2 separate regions of the Zea mays genome follow, and region 2 is linked to region 1. Evidence: chromatin contacts called from public Hi-C data. All regions are on one chromosome and are shown on one strand. Each heading gives the region's core, a stretch centred on a gene start, on an enhancer-like site or on the middle of the called end of the contact. The rest is flanking DNA. Distances are from core to core; before and after follow the strand shown.

Region 1 (3,879 bases), core at 954-3,453:
CATCATATTAGCACATGTAGACCATATCTGTTTCTATTGGAGGAGGAATGAGAATAATGTAGTAGTACTAATGGCAATAATAAAGGTAGTAATAATAAAAATAACATTAGTGGCAATAATTAAAGTCATCAGCGCTTGCATTTGATCGTTGCTTAATGAGCAGCGGCCGCACGTTAGGAAATGTATATATATATATATATATCAATGTGTGAAGGATCGTTGATTGATATTGAATCTGTTTGTATACGCCATTGTATAGTTTGTAGAAGCTGATTTCATATGTAATCTGGTACCACAATTAATAATTAAGTAGATAAGATTAGCATGGGTTGTCTATGAGAATGCAGCAAGGGAAGCAAGCTAATGTGGGGATAAATAAATGGACAAACAATAGAAGGGGAAGGATCGTTGCTTTGAATATTGAATTCGTATGTATACGACACTGTGCAATTAGTATAATCTGATTTTAATGTGTATATGTGTAATCATGCATAGATTATTTATGAGGATGCAGCAAGGGTAATGGACAAACTTAAGGATAAATAAATGAAAAAATAATAGATAGAGGGAAGGGTGTTAGATGGATGTACGTGCTATCGTCGGCGTTGAAATCTTTAGGAGATTGGATATATATCCACCTGACATGGTGAGCATGTAGAATCGAACAGAAAATCAAAAAGCATCTAGATACTAATATGCTTAAACAAATTTTGGTTGAATGCAAGTGGTGAACGCTCACTGTTGATAACTATAGGAATGTAGATACATTTTTTTAAATCTAACATTAGTTGACCTTACCTCTTGTTGTCGGTGTTGCGAGTGCCGAGAAATTGGAGATGTATTTCTATGGTGTGATGAGGCGACATGCTGAAACGATTAGGAAACATGTTAGCAAGTGGCTACTAATCTTTGCAAACAAATTATAGAATAACGCATTTGTTCAACGTATGCAGACGACAACATGTAACATGGCCGATTTGGTCGGACTATAAAGTGTTTGCCTCGGGAACAAAAGCTAAGAATACCAACAATGACATATGGTGAAGGTCCAGTTGATGAGCATTTCTCCTTCACCAAAGCAGCATGTTTTTACGCTAGATCTGCACCCACAGGAAGATGTTTCACATGGTAGGTTAAAAAGTACATAAACATGGATAAATCACACAGTAAGTTGCATCGAAAACCAGAACCAGTCTCACAATTTTGCTTCATCAGGACACGAGCCAATAAAAAAGAAAGAAAGAAACCAGATGGGAGAGAAAGAGTGTGCATTGCATTGCACCGAGGGAGGGAGGAGAGATAGACGGTTGGCGTGGCTGTGACAACCGTTCTCTTTGTGTTTGCTTTGCTTCCGTTGCAGATAGAGGAGGCAAAGCGTTGTGGCGGCCGAGCATGTGTTAGGGAAGAGAATCTTTAAAGCCACACACGACAGTGGAGCTCGTTCGCTCGACCATCTGGTGCGTGCAGTGCCATCATGTTCCAAACCCACAGCATCGAATTCTCCTCGCTCTTGGCCTCTCTCGGCTCTCCGGTCTGCGCTCTGGGCCTCTGCCTCTTGGCTCTTTGATAGATAGTTCAGATTGAGATCAAATCTGAATATCTGGATGATCTCCTGGATGGCCGGATGAGAATGAGGATGACTGGATGAGTCTATTTGGGGGCTACCAACTGTTTCCCTTCCAGTCCACTTGGAGGCTACCAACGACCTGTCTGCCTCCTTGAGATCTTGAGGATTAGAGAGACATGGTTAGAAAACTTTTCGTACCTGGGTGAGCAGACGAATAATGGGTATTCGAACTCATGGAGCAGGAGGGTCACGACGCGGCGACCGTCAGCACTGTTGCTCTCGCCGACGGGGACCTCTCACCGGAAGAATCACGTGGCGTGGAGAAGAGCGGGGACGTTCGGGGAAGGAGGGCCAATGGGACAGGGACCGCTACCAGGCCGCCGCCGCCGACGGAGAAGACAACCGCTAACAGAATCACCTTTTTTGATTGTGTGTTTTTTCAACTCGTCTCTGGAAGGGACCAGAGTCTCCCGTGATGTCGTGCTAGCTGCTGAGCCTGAGGAGATGTTTCATGGCCGTGCTTGTCGAATCCAACGGCTAAGAAGAATTCAGGAGACGTGGACACATGTGGTGTGAGCTTTGCGTCGCGCTCTGTAATATAGAATTGAGTCGGTTCTTTGACCCACCGCGGAGAATTTTTTTGGTCAGCTCAAACGGTATCCATCCATCAGTTTTTTTCTCTCATTTCCTTATCCTCTGTCCCTACCCACGCGCGGCGCCCACGACTCCCCGCTCCGCTGAGCGCCCGCGGCCGGCGCCCTCACGCCCACGCGGCTGGGCCTGGCGCCCGCGCCCGTGGCCGTGGCCGCCACTTCCAAGCTCATAGCTTGGCTCGAGCAAAGAGGTGAGTGATACGCCCTGCGTCAGTGCGTGGTAGGCAGCACGATGGCGCTGCACTGCTCCCTGCCCGCGACCTGTTCGACGTTGTGGCTGCGAGCAGCGGCGCGGCCTGATCCCCGCTTTCCGAGGTCCCGTGCGCGCCTCGTAGGCCTAGCTCTTTCTGGCCCGCGCCACCGGAGGCTCGTGCACACCGGCTGCGCGCGGGCGGGGACGAGCGACTCTAAGGCCGTGGAGCTGGTGCTGGGCGGCCGTGCGCGCGGCGACGATGGCGACACTGACTCCGAGTCCAGCGATGAAGAGGACGCGCAGGATCGCATGACGGACGAGGAGCGGAGGACGCTGCGCCGGAAGATACGGGAGATGATGGACCGCGTCCCGGAAACGGCGGAGCTGACGGACCCGGAGGAGCGGAGGGTCAAGATGCGGGAGCTGCTGACCAAGTACGAGCTGGTGGTAGAGGAGGAGGACCCGGACTGGCCCGAGGACGCCGAGGATGGGATGGGCTTCAGCCTCGGCCAGTTCTTCGACAAGATCACCATCAAGGCCGAGAAGAAGGACGACACCGAGGAGGATGACGTCTCGGGGTATCAGAGCGACAAGGAGATTGTTTGGGAGGATGACAATTACATCAGGCCGGTGAGGGATGTTAGGACACAGGACTGGGATGCGTCCGTGTTCACCGATTTCGGGCCGATGGTTGTGCTTGTGCATAACAGATATAAGAGGTATAATTCATTCCTTGCTCTTGCTGAGTGCTTCTTGTTTCTCAACTCATTTATCTCTATGGGTAGAAGATATGCATGATGTGTCTGTTCTGATTAGAGGCAACGAGTACTATGCAATCATGTCTTAGATGCAAACGTGTAAGCGAGTTTTCTGGTCCATTAGATCATGATCTAACCATAGATATAGTTGGCAATAGTTGTGGTTTGTTAGTATTTTTTTATAAATCTACATGAACTGATGGTGGAAGGGTTTAAGTGTTAAATGTAATATATGATTAGATCATGATCTAACGAAACATGAGGTTCGTTTGCATGCTTGTATTTAAGGCTGATTGCATAGTAGTCGGTTAGAAGGGCTTATTGGTGTGTGTGCGCTTGCACATTGCAGCTGAATAGACCTGATATATGCTGAACCTGTATGTTCCTGTCTAAATTTGCAAGGGATTTACTGCATTGCCTTGGTTTCAATTATTGATGAATAGGCCATGAATTTATTGAGAACCCATTTACCTAAGTTAGTTTGACAAAGCATGATGTCCATTCTTGCAGGCCGCAGGAGAATGAGACGGCGAGGGCTGAGCTTACTAAGGCAATTGAGATGTTTTGGGAACACAATCTGCCGTCACCAAGGGTATAGAGTTCGTTGCAACATCGCTTCAAGTTCTGACTATGCAATTATGCATATATTTATTATTTTTTTTGAATGTCACCGGAGGGGAGAGGGTCCCCACCTGAATTTTCATTCCT
Region 2 (3,879 bases), core at 792-3,291, 490 kb after region 1:
AGAAACGAAAAAAACAGGCTGCGGGCCACCGGCGGGAAGCCAAATTGACCTCGCCGCCTTCAGCTCCCTCCCGGAGCAGTTTCGTTTGGTCGGTCGGTCGGTTCCGCCCGAACCCGCTCATCGGGCTCTCTCTCCGTCACTGCGCACGCAGCCACGCACTAGCGCCGTTGCCCGTGCCTCCTCCATGCACGCACGCGCGCGACCGACGCGCGCTTGACGAATCGGTTCGGCAGCAGCCGCTTGTTTCGGATATCCAACTCATCCTATCCCTATCTATCCCACCCGTTTCGCTGGAGGAAAAAAAAATCAAACATGTGAGCCACATGCACCCGGTCCCGGCCGGCCCGCCCTCTCCCTCTCCTCTCCTCTCCTCCTGCTTGACACGGTTTCCTTCCTCGCCTCGCCTCGCCTGCTGGTACGCGTCGTTTTCCCTCATCTCACCCGGCGGGGGAGATGCACGCTCCAGTTTTTTTAGATATAAAAAGTTTCGTCGCAGGACTGCGGCTTGTGTGGGTCGCCGTTGTGCAATAGTACAACCAACCATATATATATACAACTCCCTCAATTCCAGTGATTTTCTTTCGAGTGCGTGAGAAGTGAAGTTTTTTTGTTTCCTCTCTCTCTCTCTCTCTATCTATCGATCTATCTTTTTTTTAATATATACTCTTCCATTTCCTTTTTCCTTCCTACTATCTCTGCTGCTACACGAAGCCAGCATATGGTTGCTAGTGAAAAGGACACACGACTGGCCCTTCGGCTACCCCAGCAGCCACTCCAAAATGGAACACCCGCGTAAGTCATACTACTGTAGAAAATTTAAAAAAAATGAAAATAAAAAAAAGAACCTCGAAACAACCCTAGCCAGCCACTGTCCCACACTACTGGTGGGAGACGCTAGATGCGCACGCAGTGCACAGGGGACAAAATACAGAGACGGAATTCCTTCTCAACAAAAAGCATGAAACACATGCCACTTTTGAAATGGGAGTATCTATGCGCGGCGTGGGAATAAGCCAGGATGCTCGGATCAAGATGCTAACACTGCAAAAACAGACGATGCATTTCTTTCGCTGTTTATTATAGTTTCATCAGATTGTTTGGTGTAAGATTTTGATGGCTATAGTATTTTTTTTTCTTTTCCCGAGATTTCCGGAGAGGATTTTTTTCTTCTTTTTCTTTCCATCTCTCTCGCTCTTTTCGTTCAATCTTACTTATTATACCGTCACCCATTCTTATCGTTCTTGTTTTTTTGCGACCATGGGTTATCATCTCATGTATTGCGAAACCTATAGTATAGCATTCGACTCCTCATCTCATGTATTGCAAAGCATCGCGGACCTCTTGTGTCTTACGATTTTGCCACCTTGAGAGCCTGCTCTGTACTAGGTGCAGCGCGTCGCACGACTGTGTTAAAAAACTCGTCTTCCGTCTTTTTTTAAAAAACAAATGCACAACAGTTGCCTACAACGACAAGCATTTTTTTTCAAAAGTTATATTCATGTCTCGTCAGTTGTTTCATATAGAATTACGTCTTTATTGTCTCATTCAACCTATCAACTAGAACAAGTACCACGCACCAAGCTGTATTAAATTCACTACAATAAATTTTTTATTTAACACACATTGTACATGTTCCGACTTTATATGGATTTTTTAAAAAAATTAATGATTAAACATTGAAATACGACATGAAGAAAACAGAATAAAAATATATGATAAAGCTTGTGAGGGCATCCCATCCATTTGACATGACACGCTGTGTGCAGTGCTGAAAATACTTGTGCTCGGTAGTCGGTACGCAAATGACTTTGCAATTATGGCCCGAGAGAGATATGCTTTACCAAATAGTAAATAGTTCAGATTATACGCAACTAAACAATAATCATGATGGAAAACCACCCTGTGACTTTGTGAGTGAGCATCATCAACCTAGCAGCACTGCTCCTCAACACAGAGAGAGAGAGAAGGAAAGAGACCGGAAAGGGCGCCCCCCGACGCCCGAGTCGACCGCAACAAGAATCAGCCACGCCGCGTCTCACCCATCTCCCGTAGCATTTCCGCCATCTCCTGCGGGTTGAGTACGGCCGAGTCCTGCTGCCCTTCGCTCGCTTCTTCTGGTAAATTGCAGTTTGTTACCGCAATTGCAGCTGCTAGTGGTGGCGAGGCATGGGCCATGGGAGAAAGACTAGTTGTTGCTGGTGTTTGGTAGTAGTAGCCGCGTAGGTCTCGTGGGTGTGCGCACCCTGCCTTCCCCGTCCCTATCCGCCCGTCTCATCGTCATCCCCTTCCTGTCTTCAACTTCACCTTCCCTGTGTTTCCTCCCCGCTTCCTTCCGCTCTAGGGGTCAGCCAGGCAGTCCAGATAAGATTTGCTCTGGTTAGGCTACCTCCGCGCCGCGCTGGAACTCCCTCCCGGTGAGGTTGTTGAAACCGACAAGGAACGGGGACGTGGGGCCCGAGGAAGGTCACGCTGCTAGTTTTTTTCCTTCGCGATCGATCCCTTCCGCCTCCGGATTCGCCCTGCTCTTGTTCCTCCGCTGTTTTCTCGATCGGTTGGCTGGTGACTCTGCCCCTGCCCCTGCCCCTGCCCCGGCCCCGATTCGGGGGAATCTGATTCGCCGTTGGGCGGGCGGGAGAGATTGGGTTCTTGGTTCTGGTGCCGGTGCGCGCGGCGTAATTTGGTAGCAGATAGAAGCAGGAAGGGGGAGCATCGGCCCTTGGCTGCGCTGCTGAGAATCGCGGTCGGGGGAGGCTGATCTTGGCGACGGTGGCCCGGCGGGGACCGGTGGCGGCCGCGGCGATGGCCGACGGGCTGGATCGGTGGCGCGGCTTCTTCCGTGGCGCCGGCGCTGGCATCTGCGACGTCATCGAGAACGCCATCCTCGTGGCGGCGGCCGACGCGCCGCGGGACTTCCTGCACCGCCGCGACCGCATCGCTGAGAGGCTCTTCACCGCGCTCCGCCGCGACGCGGCGCCGCCGTCCTTCGGCAGCGCCGCGGCGTCCACCACCCCGGCCACTCCCGTTGAGGAGGACAAGGGCAGCGTGCGCCGCGTCGCCGAGAAGGAGTGCAAGGTCGACAGCAGCAGCAACGGTACCCACGGCGGCGGCGGCCATGGCCATGGCCACGCCGATGAGGACGATGATTCTGACTCTGACGACGAGCGCCTCCGCCGCGCCGCAGCGAGCAACTATGGCCACAACTACGATGATGATGACGAAGATGGCGACCAACAGGAGGAAGATGAGCAGCAGCATGCCGCGGATGATACTGAAGAAGGGGAGGAAGACCACGACGCTGAGGAGCTCGAGGCGCTCACCAATGAGATCGATGAGGAGTCACAGATCGTCGGCGAGGTCCTCCGCATCAAGGAACTCCTCCTGCACAAGGAAGACCATGTACTGGCAGACTGCCTCGTTTCTTCATTTATTTATAAGGTCCTTAAACTTCGAATTCCTCTGAGCTAAATCATGTTGTTCCTGCAGTCGGATGCCACTTTGTTCGATTCACTGAGGAGGCTGCAGTTGATGCAATTGTCCGTCTCTACGCTAAAGGTACAAAATGGATATTGCGTACATATGAGCTATTTGATGTGTTGATCCCTGTTTGCTCTGGCTGTTTGGTTTCTTAATCTTAGGACTGTTCATTGCAGGCTACTGAGATTGGAAGAGCTGTTAATCGGCTGCGGAAACACAACTCACGAGAGATTCGGCACCTCGTGTGCACTCTCATTGAGTAAGTTCCATCTTCATTTCTGTCAATTTTGGTCCCTAGTGCTACTTCTCTGTTGCTTTCAAAGTGCTTAATAGCAGACCAAAATCACTGATCAAATATCAACCAACCAATTGTAGATTAGCTACATAATCATTGGAAGTGCCTTC

What was found. Hi-C and Micro-C count contacts between places; a contact is called where the count stands out from the background.
Region 2: a Hi-C map of tassel shows a contact between it and region 1, with 2.2 times the contacts expected there. The contact joins the promoter of LOC100278816 here to the promoter of LOC100272347l in region 1. A contact is called at or near these places in 2 of 25 Hi-C or Micro-C datasets (leaf and tassel).

The regions. Positions count from the first base shown.
Region 1 is chr8:106,288,432-106,292,310 of Zm-B73-REFERENCE-NAM-5.0, forward strand. LOC100272347l reads left to right here and starts at 2,204. Exons shown (of 4, transcript NM_001146830.1): 1 at 2,204-3,132; 2 at 3,682-3,763. The coding sequence starts at 2,453. It overlaps LOC109941998, which reads right to left and starts at 2,033. Exons shown (of 6, transcript XM_020543349.2): 1 at 1,766-2,033; 2 at 1,026-1,100; 3 at 799-867. The coding sequence starts at 1,063.
Region 2 is chr8:106,778,094-106,781,972 of Zm-B73-REFERENCE-NAM-5.0, forward strand. LOC100278816 (putative mediator of RNA polymerase II transcription subunit 26b) reads left to right here and starts at 2,042. Exons shown (of 9, transcript NM_001323007.2): 1 at 2,042-3,396; 2 at 3,484-3,552; 3 at 3,651-3,733. The coding sequence starts at 2,800.